Linked DNA regions of Mus musculus: region 2 is linked to region 1. Evidence: chromatin contacts called from public HiChIP or PLAC-seq data. All regions are on one chromosome and are shown on one strand. The core of a region is the stretch at or near the end of the contact, and the rest is flanking DNA. Distances in the headings are between cores, read along the strand shown.

Evidence for each region. HiChIP or PLAC-seq counts read pairs in DNA pulled down with a chosen protein or histone mark.
Region 2: a contact with region 1 is called in an H3K27ac HiChIP or PLAC-seq map of embryonic stem cells, with 11 read pairs. The contact joins the promoter of Col14a1 here to the enhancer-like site in region 1. A contact is called at or near these places in 1 of 39 promoter capture datasets (liver), 2 of 15 datasets of contacts at CTCF or cohesin (both in embryonic stem cells), 24 of 484 Hi-C or Micro-C datasets (the HPC-7 cell line, LSK cells, the MC38 cell line and 12 more), 2 of 115 datasets of contacts at active chromatin or transcription factors (both in embryonic stem cells) and 1 of 9 other capture datasets (adipose tissue).

Annotation. Positions count from the first base shown.
Region 1 is chr15:55,262,377-55,269,216 of GRCm38.p6, reverse strand. Gm26296 (a small nuclear RNA gene) reads left to right here and starts at 6,614; the gene lies at 6,614-6,675. Within about 2 kb of position 2,981, at least 55 of the 459 cell types and tissues checked have an H3K27ac peak or open chromatin away from gene starts, as enhancers often do. A contact at or near this core is called in adipose tissue, embryonic stem cells and liver, where this site is marked.
Region 2 is chr15:55,304,398-55,311,237 of GRCm38.p6, reverse strand. Col14a1 (collagen, type XIV, alpha 1) reads right to left here and starts at 3,487. Exons shown (of 48, transcript NM_181277.4): 1 at 3,254-3,487.

The sequences.
Region 1 (6,840 bases), core at 1,732-4,231:
GAGCCATCTCTCCCAGCTTCCCTCTGACCTGTTTTAACACAGACTTTTGCTTTTACCAGAACAGTTGTACCTGGTTGGGGGGAGGGGGGAGGGGGAATCACAAAGCAGGTAGAGATGAAGACAGAGGTAAGATTGAGCTGAAGTATTGCTGAGAGAGGCCTTAGGTTTCTTTGGATCACACTCATGAGGCAAATACAACAATGATGCGCATAAACCCTCAGCAAGAGTAGTGGCTGCTGCTGTGTTCCATGGAAAAGCTCTAGCAGCCTCAGGGTTTGCCTCTCTTTCTATTCCGGTTCGAGGATCAAGTGTCCGGTTTCAACAAATCACTTTGCCCTTTACCTCTGTATTTTTGTTATGAGCTCAACTTGATTTTTCTCTGACCACCAAGGTCCCAGTTGCACCACCAGATGTCAGCCTTGACCTTGCTGGTGCCTTCAGGAGGCTCTGAGGAAATTAGAGACACAGGAGTCTGCCTCCAGGAATGACTCAAAGGGAACTCTCATAGAGGAGAGCCAGAAACAGCATCGGCGGCAAAACCTCCGAGGCTACAGACTGCTACAAACTTGGAGCAAACGTGTGTGTGTGTGTGTGTGTGTGTGATATACTTTATTGAACAAACCTCTATCATGTGGCCACTGTAAGCTGGGGTTTAGCCATTTCCTTGATTCATTTCCTAAACTGAAGCTTTGTAAGGAGGCTAGAAAAAATAAATATGTTTTAAAGAGACTCTTAGGTCTCTCAATGTGTCAGTTAGGCTATTCAAACCATAGATCCCCAAGAAATAGAAATCACCCTAGGAATCTCATACTGGAAGGAGGAAACAGCTCCAGGGGAGCCAGACGTGAGAATTTGTCTCCCTCCCCAAAGATTTCCCATAGCTTACAGGACGACAGTGAAGCCCAGACTATTCTGGGTGGGCGGGGCTATGCATCCACTGTTACTGCTTAGATGTGCATGACAATGGCCAGCTGTCTAAACTCTAATCTCTTCTCATTCAGGATCCCAAAGAGTTGGGAGGGCGCTGAGTCTCTTTGTCTTTCTCCTGCAGTTGCCTAATTGAGGAAGGAGAAGGTAGCTGAACTGTCTGGTACTTCAAGGTTTCCTTGTTTGTTTGTTTGTTTGTTTGTTTCCCACCAGCTTGGTTTCAGACCCAGGACTTGGAACTAAGGAGTATATTTACATATCAAAGCAGACCTGGCCTCCAGGTTCACCCAGCCTCCCTTGGTCTTTAAGAGGCATCCCCTGCACACCAATCTTGAACTTTCCAGCCCAGGGGCAGGGCTGACTTTTCCCTAGCGGCTCTTCCCTATAAAATTCAGACTCCAGAGGGTGGGGAGGAGGAGCCAGGGATCAGAAACAGCAGCATTGTGGGTAGGTAGCGACCCACCCCTATAATCCCAGCTGTCAGGAGGCTGAGGCAGGAGGGATGAGTTTATAGACAGTGTAGGGTCAGTAAGACCCTGTCTCTAAAACATAAATTTAAAAATTTAAAACGTGTTTTGCTCTCCAGGAACAAGTCTTATTCTAGATTTTTCTTCCCCATTAAGTGCATACCATGACCTTGTGCTCTTGGCCCTTGCCCATAAACTGGGAATTTTATGAGTACTTATAATGGAATTGTTGTAAACCTTCCATAGAAAACATTTAGCAAAGCATATATTTAGACTGCAATAAATACTCTATGTTATTTCATGTGCAAGTGTGGGGCTTGAGGCCCTGTGCAAGCTGAACAAGTTTCCTAGCACTGAACTATACCCACTGCCCCAGCATTTACCTACTACTGCTCGGTTCTTCTTTTTTCTTTTCTTTTTCTTGTTTTTGTTTTGTGTTGTTTTGGTTTTGGTTTTAAGATGTATTTATTTTATATATGTGAGTAAGCTGTTGCAGTCTTCAGGTACACCAGAAGAGGGCGTCAGATCCCATTACCGATGGTTGTGAGCCACCATGTGGTTGCTGGGATTTGGACTCAGGACCTCTGGAAGAGCAGTCATTCTTTTCTTTTTATTGGCAGCGGCTGGCTATGTGTCCCAGGCTGCTCTCAAATTCCTGAGCCTCCTCCCTCAGCTTCCTGAGTGTTAGGTGGGTGTCACTAGGTTTGGTTTCTATTGGCTGATAGGTTATTTCTCCACTGGTGAAATGAGCCCATTCAAGCCAGATTAGATTATATACAGGCAGGTTTATTGAAAAGCTGCTCTAGGGTCCAAAGCCATCATGGGGAGAGAGAAGTGGGGAGCGGGGAGAGAAAGAAAGGGCATGCACTGGCTGCAGAGAGAGGAGAGGGAGGGAGAGGAAGAAAGGGAGGGAGGGAGGGAGAGAGAGATCTCTGTGGGAAGAGCAGCCCAGCACCTGGGATGGAACGTTCAGGGTTGGGGGGTAGGATAGACGAAGTAGGGACTGAGGGATGCTGGGAGAACCTGGAGACGAGCTATGCTTTGATATGTAAAATATGTCCTCAGTTCCTTATCCCGGGGTGGGGGCAGGGAGTCAGAAACCACACCTTGGCTATTTCTAAGAATGTTTCTCTGACCTCAAAATGACTACCTGAACCAGCAAATATATAAGGTGTCCAGTGAAAAATCTTAAAATGTTCTGTTAAGTTTGCTGCTTCCTCCTCTTGTGGACCCAGCCAGGAGAGTGTGCCTGACAAGAAACAGGCAAAGAAGCCTCTAAGTGAATAAATAGGAAAGGGACTGGACTATTCGGTACTTGTGATACACTTGTGATATGAAGAAACCAAACAAATGTTAATGAAGTAAGATGGGCCCCTGCGTTCTAGAACCTTCTACCATGTCGGGCATGTAAAGTGCTAGTTTTCACAGTGGATGCAGCTCATAGTGGTGGTGAGAAAAATCTGCAAACACAAGCGTTCCTTGTGTCCCTCAACTCACTGACAGGCCTCCGCAGCCTCCCATGTTCCTCAGAGCTAGCTGTGTTTGTTTATGTCGGTCTCTGCTGTTACATATCGGATCTGGGACTTTTCCTGCTTAATATTTAACTTGCCCCGGGGTTCCTGTGCCACACAGCTCATGGACTAGCAGGGTTGAGTTTAAGGACTCCGTGTTTGCTGTCTTAGCCTGCACTGCCGCAGAAACACAGATTTTTTTTTTCTTTTTTCTATTTTTAATCAGGTCTTGTTCTGTGTCAGCCACCCGTACCTAAACAAGGTCGATATAAAAGTTACAGCAAATTAGACAAAGCCCAGGCTATCCGATGCTCCGCCCAGTCAGACTGGACCGCCAGGTGCCACTCTCCACCTTCATTAAGCCCTTGTTAGGAATCTTTGTGGACCCAAGCATAGCAGACTTCCAGAAATGGGCTTAATATTTAACCCCAAGGGAGCAAAGAACAATAAACATGAAATAAAGTCTCACGAAGCTACAAAAGAGTCACGCAGGGAAAAACTGTCAAGTCCTGGGAGGAAGGAGAGGAGACCTTGTAAGGTCTTGACCTAACGCGTCCTTATTCTGCTGGGTGTTTTGATAGATGTTCCCAGCAAGCAGCAGCCGGCGCTTTTACTATCTGACCACAGAAAGCCTGTGTGAACAGAAGCGCTGGGAGGTGGTGTGCCTTACGTCATCCCAGCACGAATCTCCAACACCTCTAGACTAGTCCGCCCCCGACGAATGATGTCTCAACTAAGATGTGCTCAGGACAAGCCGCTTCTCTGTAATCAAAACTGAATCTCCAACATATCCGGAGAGTGTAGCTGTGGGATATACCATACTGCAGCTGTACACATGTCAATCACTTTATTGCTTCCCTAACAGGCTGTAAAAACTCTTTGGAATCTGATAGGGCAGGACCTAGATACTGCTATCTAGCCTTGTGTGGCAATGATTTTACGTGGAATGTTTAAGCACGCACTTAGTGTGTGCATATGCTGTTTATGTGTGGGTGCACATATGTCACAATGCAGGTGTATATAGAGGTCAGAGGACAACTTGTGGTCCCCTGGTTTTCTCCTGCTACTAAGTGGGTTTTTATAGGGGCTTAAATTCATTCACCAAGGTCAGTAGTAATAAATTATTTCTCTACACTGGACAAGTAAGTCGATTCAAAACATTAAAATATGTATAAATGTAAGTTTATTGGGAAGGGGCTCCCTGGTGGTTGAGTTCATGGCCCCAAGGGAAAAGGCGGGATAGTCATCATGGGAACGGACACAGAGGGGAGGGGAAAAAGAAAGAGAGAAAGCATGTGTATAGAGAGAAGGAAAGGGGGAAGACAGAAGAGGAGGGGGTCGGAGGCCAAAAGGTCTGATTATATAGGGAAGAGCCTCAGGGGGAAGGGCAGCCCAGCCCCTGGGCTGGAAAGTTCAGGGTTGGGGGAGGGATATGCAGGGTTGGGACTGAGGAATGTTGGGAGAGCCTGAAGGCGAGGTCTGCTTTGATATGTAAAAATATTATGCATCTCAGTCCCTTGTCCCTGGGTCTGAAGACAAACAGTTAGTAAGGCTCTTTACCTGCTGAGCTATCTCACCAGCCCTACATTTTAAGTTTTGATGGTTATACTTGGTTAGTTATTTCTACATAATTTAAACATTTAGCTGATTAAGATTTTAATTTAGGCAGATGTGGTGGTGGCCTGGCTCTAATCCCACAGTATGTGGCCCGCTGAAGAAGCTGGAGGGTCAGGAGTTCAAAGTCATCTTCAGCCTCCTATCAGTTTTTAGGCTAGCCTGGGCCACATTAAGAACCTGTGTATATAAGAAACAAAACAAACCAGCACAAACAACCAGGGGCTGAAGAGATGACTCAGCTCTTTAGAGTACTGGCTGCTCTTAGAGAGGACCCAGGTTCATTTCCCAGCATCCACAGGGTGGCTCTGAACTCCACCTGGTGGGTCTGTAACTCCAGTTCCAGGGAGATGCAATGCCTTCTTTGATCTCTCTGGGCATCAGTCAAGCATGTGATGCAGACAGAACATTTATACACATAAAATAAACATTTAAGATCTGAAATAAGAGAAAACAATTATAAAAATTTTATAGCTATTTTATTTGCTTTCTTATATTCTACCCCCTCCCTTCCAACCCTTATTCCCTCTATACCCCAATACCAGGTAGGATAGAAAGGTTAGTCTAGAAATGAGGTGTAGGTCTCTTTAAACTACTTCCTACTGGATAGGAACATTGAGTTCCTTGGAGGAAAGTCCAATCTTTGTCTAGTTAGGAAATGTCCAATTTCTTCTTATCTTTTTTTTTCTCTAGACCATCAACAACAGCAGGAGCAGGAACCATCAGGAGAAACAGTCACACACACACACACACACACACACACACACACACACACACACACCCCTCCTTCAAAGTTCCCTCTCAGGGCTGTGGCCTTTATACTCTTTCCATATTCCTCCTAGGAATTATACTATCAGCAGCCGGCAGAATCATACCCCAGCCAGAGCAGGCATGAGACAATTAGTCTGCTGCTGTGGACAATCAGAAGCAGCCCCATATTCCACTCCTGGGGTTAAGACAAAAGCATGTTCATATAAGATAATAAAATTCTCACTTCAGAGCCGGGCGTGGTGGCGCATGCCTTTAATCCCAGCACTTGGGAGGCAGAGGCAGGTGGATTGCTGAGTTCGAGGCCAACCTGGTCTACAAAGTGAGTTCCAGGACAGCCAGGGCTACACAGAGAAACCCTGTCTCGAAAAAACAAAAACAAAAACAAAAACAAAAATTCTCACTTCAGAAATAAGTATACCAAAAATACCAAGATGATTTGCCAAGTCCTGCATAGCCTTGTGGAAGGGTCAGCATGGAGCAGAGCTGGTCATGGGCTTCCATGAGTGTTGCTGGTTGCTAGGCGTAAGGTAAGGCTTGTTTGTATAATAATGTATTACACTTCATGTTCCTCCTTCGGGAAATATTCTCCCTGTCAAGGTCCATGATAATTAGAAACAGCAGGAGTCCAAGAGTTAAGGGTGTCTAAAGATCCTCAGACATGGTAAATACTGTGACCTTTAGGACAGCCCTTAAGACTGTGGGAAAGAACTCTGAAAACATGAGTTCATGAATGTATAGCTTTTCAACTGTACAAAATATAAGGATGCAATATGAAATGTATAAGGGGCTTCATGGACCTAAAAGAACAAAGGCAGCTGCATTAATGAACCAGCTTGTCAGGAAGATACAAAGGCAGGCAGATTTCTGAGTTCAAGGTCAGCCTAGGACAGAACAAGTTTATGCCCAGGCTTGGTGAGGATGGGATTTTACCCAGCTAAATTTATTGTTTGTGTGCACAAAGGTAGGCAGATCTCTAAACTCATTTGCTATGTTTAAAAACAAAACAAAACAAAACAAAACTTGCTGTCTCTTTCTAAGGATCAAGAGGCTAAGGTCATAAAATGCTGATTTGTGGGATAGTTAAAAGGGAACCTGGGTAAATGACTAAATGTGTAAATAAAAGACTGGGCTTTGTGCTTCGAAAGCTACCCAGAGAGAATTGTTTGGAGAGCAAACATAGCTCTTTTTGAATTTTTCTAGCAGAACTCCTCACTTTGGTCAGAAAAACCAAGAGCTATCCAGTTATTACTATTCTTTACGATTTTTTTTTTTTAAAATCAGGATTTCTGACTTTAGTTGGAAAACCCAAAAACTATCCTAGAGATCTGTTACAGCTCTTTTAGCATTTTTCTAGCAGGATTTCTGACTTTGGTCAGAAAGCCCAAGAGCAGAGGTCAAAATTAGGTTTTATTCTTTGACCCGTCCAGCAGGTCCAGTTATTCGAGGGTCTCGAGGGGACCTTCTCCTAAGAACCAAATGGGGGGTAGAGAGAGACGAGGGTCTTGTGCGAATAACGACACGGAAACGTTCTGAATTGCATCAAGACCCCA
Region 2 (6,840 bases), core at 2,238-4,737, 42 kb before region 1:
GCAATCACCTAGGGTCTCCTGCACCAGTGCCATAATCCCAGATAAAGTGTTAGCTCAGTGCTGCTCCCACAGCACAGCCTCCACATGCAGGGATTCAAAAAGACTTAGCGAGATTGTCAATTATACTTTGGGGGCCAAGAAAACAGCAGTCACTTGGCTGAATTGGATGAAGGTTGACTGCAAAGCTGAAGTCACATCTCTACGGAGGATGTTGGCAACAACCAGGCCAAAAGAAAAAAAAAAAAAAAAAACAGGGGAAAGATCCTTGTGTTCTCGTTGGTGACCGTGAGGAGTGAGATCTAACGGGAATGTGCCCTGTGGGCTCTTCCTAGTAGGTGAGGGGCTCCCTAGACTCACTCTTCAGTCTCTCTCCTTTGCTCAGTCTATCCTGGAGGTCAGCCCTGGATGGTTCTGAAAAGCATAGAAGGCTAGAGACTTCTCTGAAATCTTCAGCTGGACTCTGAGAGGTCCAGGACTAGGGCCAAAAAGCTCCTCCCATCCATCCTGAACCCTGGGAGCCATCCAAAACGACTCCAGGAACACTGACAGGTTCCAAGGAATCCTGCCCAGAGAATTAATAATTAAGAGGCCTCACTAGGGTGGCTCCTGTCCCTTCCAATGGACCTGTTGGAGGTCAGGGCTATCGTGGAGGTTCAGGATCATCCTGGTTCAGGGACCCTGAAGCAGAAGGAGAGGATACCCAGTATTTATTAAAAGACTAAAAAGATGCCCTATGTAAAATGGGTAAAGCCTAAGGGTATCCTAGTAGATGAATAAAATTAATCACAAAGGGCTTATACAGTATAATTCCATGTATATGAAATCCACCAAGACCGGATGACAAGTTGGGAAATTACTATCCAGAGCTGTAGGTTTTCTGTTGGAAATACTAAAAATGTTCTATATCTTTTTAGAAATTTAAAAAACAAAAACAAAAAACATGTGGCCTGGCGGTGGTGGCACACACCTTTAATCCCAGCACTTGGGAGGCAGAGGCAGGTGGATTTCTGAGTTCAAGGCCAGCCTGGTCTACAGAGTGAGTTCCAGGACAGCCAGGGCTACACAGAGAAACACTGCCTCGAAAAAAAAAAAAAAACAAAACCAAAAAAACAAAAAGCATGTGTATTTGGCGTGGATGTCCATGGAGACAAGAAGAGGCTGTCCAATTCCCTGGAGCTGGAATTACAGGTGTTTATGAGCTGCCAAATATCCTTGCTTGGAGCCAAACTAACCTAACCCTAACCCTCTCTAGAAGAGCGGTAGGTGTTCTTAACCACTAAGCCATCTCCAGAAACCTAAAATAATTCTTAATTTGGGATGTGTACTGCACATTTTAAATATACTAAAAGCTCTTGAGTTATGCACTTTAAATGTGTGAATTGTGTCCTGTGTGAAATGATTATCAAGTAGACTGTTTACAACACAAACAAGGAACCAGGCATGGTGGCCTATGCCTGTAATGCCAGCACTGAGGGAACGAAGGCAAGAGGGTCCTAGAGTTCCTAGCCAGCGGGGGCTACCTGATGAGTTCCAGGCCAGTCATGGCACAACCTGTCACAACAAAATAAATAACAAAACAAACAAACCAACCAAATCAAACCATCAAAGAACTGTATTAGAAAATCTGGCATTGGGTCCAGGTGCAACAAAACCCCCTCCGTGTTATTCTCTTAACATCAGATCTAAATTCCATCTGTCCGACCCTCCATTCACCCACCCACCCATTTCTAATGTAATAGTGAGGCTACCTATAGAGGTGGAGTCCCTCTTCAGCAACAGAACACCCAATCTCTTTAGTGCAGCCACCCTGAGCCTGCTTGCTACTCCATCCTATAAAGAAGTGCCTTTGGTCCTTTGGTAGAAGCTGAGGCCAGGACCTCCAGTAACTGAAGATTGAGAAATCTCATTTTCTCCTAACCGTGGTGTCACAGAGGTCTTCCTCCTATTTCTCTTCCTACTGCTAGTGCTCCACTTTAACACTTGCTACCAGCAAACAACTCTGCAAGGCTTCCAGCAGAGTCAAAGCCAGGCAGTGGCGCGCGCACACACCTGCAATCCTGCACTTGGGAGGTGGAGACGGGAGGAATGTGAGCCCAAGGTCTCCTCCCTCTGTTCTGAAGAAAACTTTTAGACCAGCCTGAGCTACATACCACCCTGCCTAAATAAATAGATCTTTCTTTCTTGGAACTCCAGTCAGATCTAGAAGTCATGTTCCAGCAGTTGGCGGGGTTGGGGAGTTGGAAGCGGGGGAGGGAAGTGGGAGAGGGATTCATACCACTCTGAGAACTGCACGTGAGCATCTTCAGAGGTGCTCTTCAGGGCAAGTTAACAGCTCTCCTAGACCTTGCCTAAGCAACCCTGAGCACAAGACTAGCTACCCACTGAGCACCCAAGAACTCAGCACCAAGTTTGCATAATGACTCCAAACCGTGGCGGGTAACTAAGGTTACTTACTCGAAAGAATCACGGGGCTCCTCTAACCTAACCTAACCTAGCCCTGCTCCAGACTGTGCATACTGCATGCTAAAGCCCAACTTCTGCAGATGCTCCGGATGCCCACAAGCGGAACGCAAGAGGAGTTCGCAAAAATAAAAGGAAAAAAAAGTGAAGAAGGTTCCTGCAGCAGCTTAGCTTGGTGGTTCCCCTCAAAGCAGCAACACTGGGAGCTTGGTATCATTCTACTGTCTATGAACTCTCACTGGCTACCCCCCTTTCCGTGCAGAGCCTGGTCCACAGCTGCCCCGACGTGCAGCAACAGTCCAGTGAATGCTTGGATGCGTGTTCTCCAAGGACTGGTCTCCCGATCCACTGCCAAATAGAATCTAAACAGCGTTGTGCTCTGTGCGTACACGGTGCTTCCAAAAGACTCCCTAAGCCTTTACCAATTGAACTTGCTGGAGCCACCACTACAGAGCTGCCAAATGCAGCCAATTCCAGCCCGGCGCCCACCGCACACAGACACCATGGGAGGGAGGGATCCTCAGAGAGAAACGGAGGGCTCCTTTGCTGTCCACACACCCGTCGGTCACTAGGCGCGTTGCAATCTCTCTGCCCTGTGGTCCCCAGACAAGCATCTATCTGGGTGCACGGTCTCCTAGCTCACCCCTAAGGTCTCCGGCCACCCCGCGGGCACACTTGCAGTGGTTGGTCCTGGCAATCGCATCCGTCTGCAGGTGGCTCTCACTGGGGCTCTTTCTTCACCTATGAATTATGCAAAGCCGAGCGGGAAAACAGTAGGGAAAGACGAACTGACCTGTGCAGGGCAACGTTCCAGCCCAGGTTGGGGACCTCTTGGCGCCTAGGGAAGATTAGCCGCCGACTGGTTCTTAGCGAACCACTGCCCTGGCTCGCCTTCCCTCAGAGTACCCTTTCTCAATTAACTTCTCTTTCCTGTCGTTCACTCTGTCCTCTCCTTGTCCCTCTCCCGTCGCCTCCTGCCCTACAGAGCTTCCTTCCCCTCGCCTCTCACCCAGGATCAGATAAGAGGAAAGAAACCGCTGCGCGAGCCAATTATAAAGCCAAAGGTGGTGGCGGGGGGCGGGAAGTGGGGAGACAGACCCCCACTTTCCCTCCTCCTCTCTAGCATCCCCGCCCCGCTCGAGTTGCAGAGGAGCCCGCCCCACTCCTCCCAAGTTCAGCCCAAGGACTGGCAGCCGACCCAGGTGCGCGTGGCAGCCGGGTATAGAACGCAATTGAGGAGCCCCTGGGTCCTCCCCACCCCCACAACTAAAGCAGTGCCCTGTGCTCCCCCCCCCCCCATCAGAACCCCCGAGTCACTGGGAAATCTCCAGCACTCGTCCAGGCTCCATCCCCAAAGATGAGTTTTGCCTTCCCACAGTGGGTCCCCTCTCCCTTGCTCTTCAAGTCCTAGGGACCAGCACAGTCGCCAAGGGTAGACATTTATTCAACGGGAATCGACTGGAAGAATGCTAAATTGGAGGGTTTTCTTGGTCGTAGAAACAAAATATGGACAGTTTTATGCTGTTGGACCAGCAGATCTCCTTTCCCCATGCTCAGAGATTACAGTCAGTAGGTTTGAGCGAATCCGAAGGACCCATCGTCTATAAAACTCTGGGGACTCTGGTCTGTGCGGGCCACGCCCTTTGAGAAGTCCTGTTCTGGAATGGCTAGAGATGCTCAGAGCTCTTGGTGGCTGGGGACTGGATCTGAGTTCTTGTCCTCTGGGCGCTTTTTAAAAGGTCATCTTCCCATTTTGTGTCAGGTTAGCAAATGCCCAGGCGTCCAGTGTCACACCAGAAGTTGTCATCGGCTCAAATGGAGAGCGGGAGTTGCATACACGCCGACCATTTGTGAGAAAAGACCAAAATGACTGTGATTTTGATCAGTTCCAAGAGCAGGCGGTAGAGAATCAGTGAGAGGTACTCTCATACGTTCCCGAACCTGCCTCCAAAATGCCCTTCTGAGAGCACAGGAAGGGATGCGCTACACCATTCAAGGTGATTCCCGAGACCTCGAACCTTCCAAGCTTAGGCTTTCTTCAAATTTGCGTACTTCACTCCAAATGTTCTCCAAGTGGCCTCTCTGCGTAGTTTCTGAACTTCGCCTTAAAGTGAAAAGGATCGCTATAGCCTCCTCCCTGAGACCCCGAGTCGGGATCAGTCTTGGCTTCAACTCCGCCACAGAGAAAGAAGGCTGCTTTGCAGCTTGAAGATCCTTCTGTGCTTCATTAATGTGCGCTATTCGCCCGGGTCCCTCGGTAGTCGAACGCAAAGACTAAAAACCCGCACGCGGGACTGCCAGGGTGAGAGCGCCACCTGCCGCCTGCGTCGGCTTGGCGAACTGAAACAGACTTTTCTGGCAAGTAGGAGCCTGAATTCAAGGAGTATTTGTTCCTTGGATATATGTCCTTTCCAATGTTTTACTCCTCAAATGTCTATTATTATCCCCTTTTAATAATGTACCAAGGTGCTGGTGACCACTGTAAACACCGTTCTAAATCCCTTGGGGGAGGTAGTTAGGAGTTAGATATGATATGGGAGAGGTAGTGCATTATTTAATTATGAAAATCCAAAAATGGAAGACTCTCTGATGATCATAAAATAAGAAATACATGTATAAACAAGTATGCAGAAAGTTTTATTAGACTTTTAGACGGGGTTGACAGGAGGACTCCTGGCCAGCCATTCTAGCCTTATTATTGAGTTCCAGGTTCAGTGAGAGACTTGATCTCAAAAACTCAAATGGAGAATTAACTCGGCATTAACCTCTGGCTTACACAGGAATGCGCACTCACGCACACACACTTTTACAGTTTGTATTATAAAAGTCATATTTTTTATTGTAACTAGCCTTTCCTTCATTGTCTTTAACTTTTGAATTGTGTTTGTTCCTTTGGGGGTTTCGTTGGTTTTGACTTTTTGAGACAGAATATCACTCAGCAGCCCATGCTGGCAACAAACTCTCTACAATTGTTCAGCATCCAAGAGCTGGAATTACAGAATAGTACCCGTAGGCTTGGCTTTAACGTTTGAATTATTGCCTATTCCTTTCCATTGACATCAACTTCAAGTTAATGCTGAAACAGAAGGGCTGTTTTCAATCCGTGTTTCAGTCCGTTGTGGTTGGGAATGACCTTCCAGCTCTTTCAAATGTGTCTACTCAGTGTTCCTTCAGTGGCTATCTTTTTGGTGTGGTTTGGTTTTCAAGACAGGGTTTCTCTGTGTAGCCCTGGCTGTCCTGGAACTCATTCTGTAGACCAGGCCGACCTTGAACTCAGAGATCCTCCTGCTTCTGCCTCCTTACTGCTAGGAGTAAAGGCATAAGCCACCACTGCCCAATAAAAGTTTAAATCAAGACCATGTTTCTATATGCTTGCTTTCTTTTTGTTTGTTTGTTTGGCTGGCTGGCTGGTTTTCTGAGATGGGGTTTCTCTGTCGCTGTGTAGTCCTTCAATGCACATCTTTAAGATCAGCAGTCAGGCCGAGCATGGTGACGCACACCTTTAATCCCACCCAGCACTTGGGAGGCAGAGGCAGGCAGATTTCTGACCAGCCTGGTCTACAAAGTGAGTTCCAGGACAGCCATGGCTATACAGAGAAACCTGTCTCAAAAAAAAAAAAAAAAAAAAAAAAAAAAAAAGATCAGCAGTCAGAGTCTAATGAAGTATTGAGAGCTGAATCTTGGAAACATTGCAAGAAGCATCCACTTAAAGTCTTCTCTTTTGGTCTAGAAAACACTGTATAGTTTTAGGACTTTTTCAAAGCTAACTAACATTCCAGCTTCCCAACACAGCTGGGAACTTTGGGAATATATCTATATATCTGTTCCTATCGTGGGTATAATCCTATTTCTTTCTTAGATCTACACACACACACACACACACGGGGTGGGGGGAGCCAAAGGGCTCCCCTGAAGCCTTGCACCTTGCATGAAAACTTTGTTTTTAAACCTGAATTTAAAAGCCTTGTTCTTTACTTTGGCAAATCTCTTTTGCTTCTGAGCTGACTATTCCTATACTTAAAAAAATTCATCTTATTCCATTTATTACATATCTTAAAATATATATTTTTTGAGATAGTGTCATGTGAGTTAAATAACATGTGCTTATGGATCTAACCTATAATAAATAGAAGTTATATTCACACACTGGGGTTGTCATTTCCTTTTTTTAAAAAAAGATATATTTATTTTTATTCTTCTATGCATTGGTGTTTTACCTACAAGTATGTCTGTGCCTGTGAAGGCCAGAAAAGATTGCTAGATCCCCTGGAACAGGAGTTATAGACCACTGCAGTTAGACCATACTCTGTCATTCAGGGTTTTCTATCTTCTCTTAGTCAAAGGTTGATATAAGTTCCAAATAAGACTAACTAGTAGTCA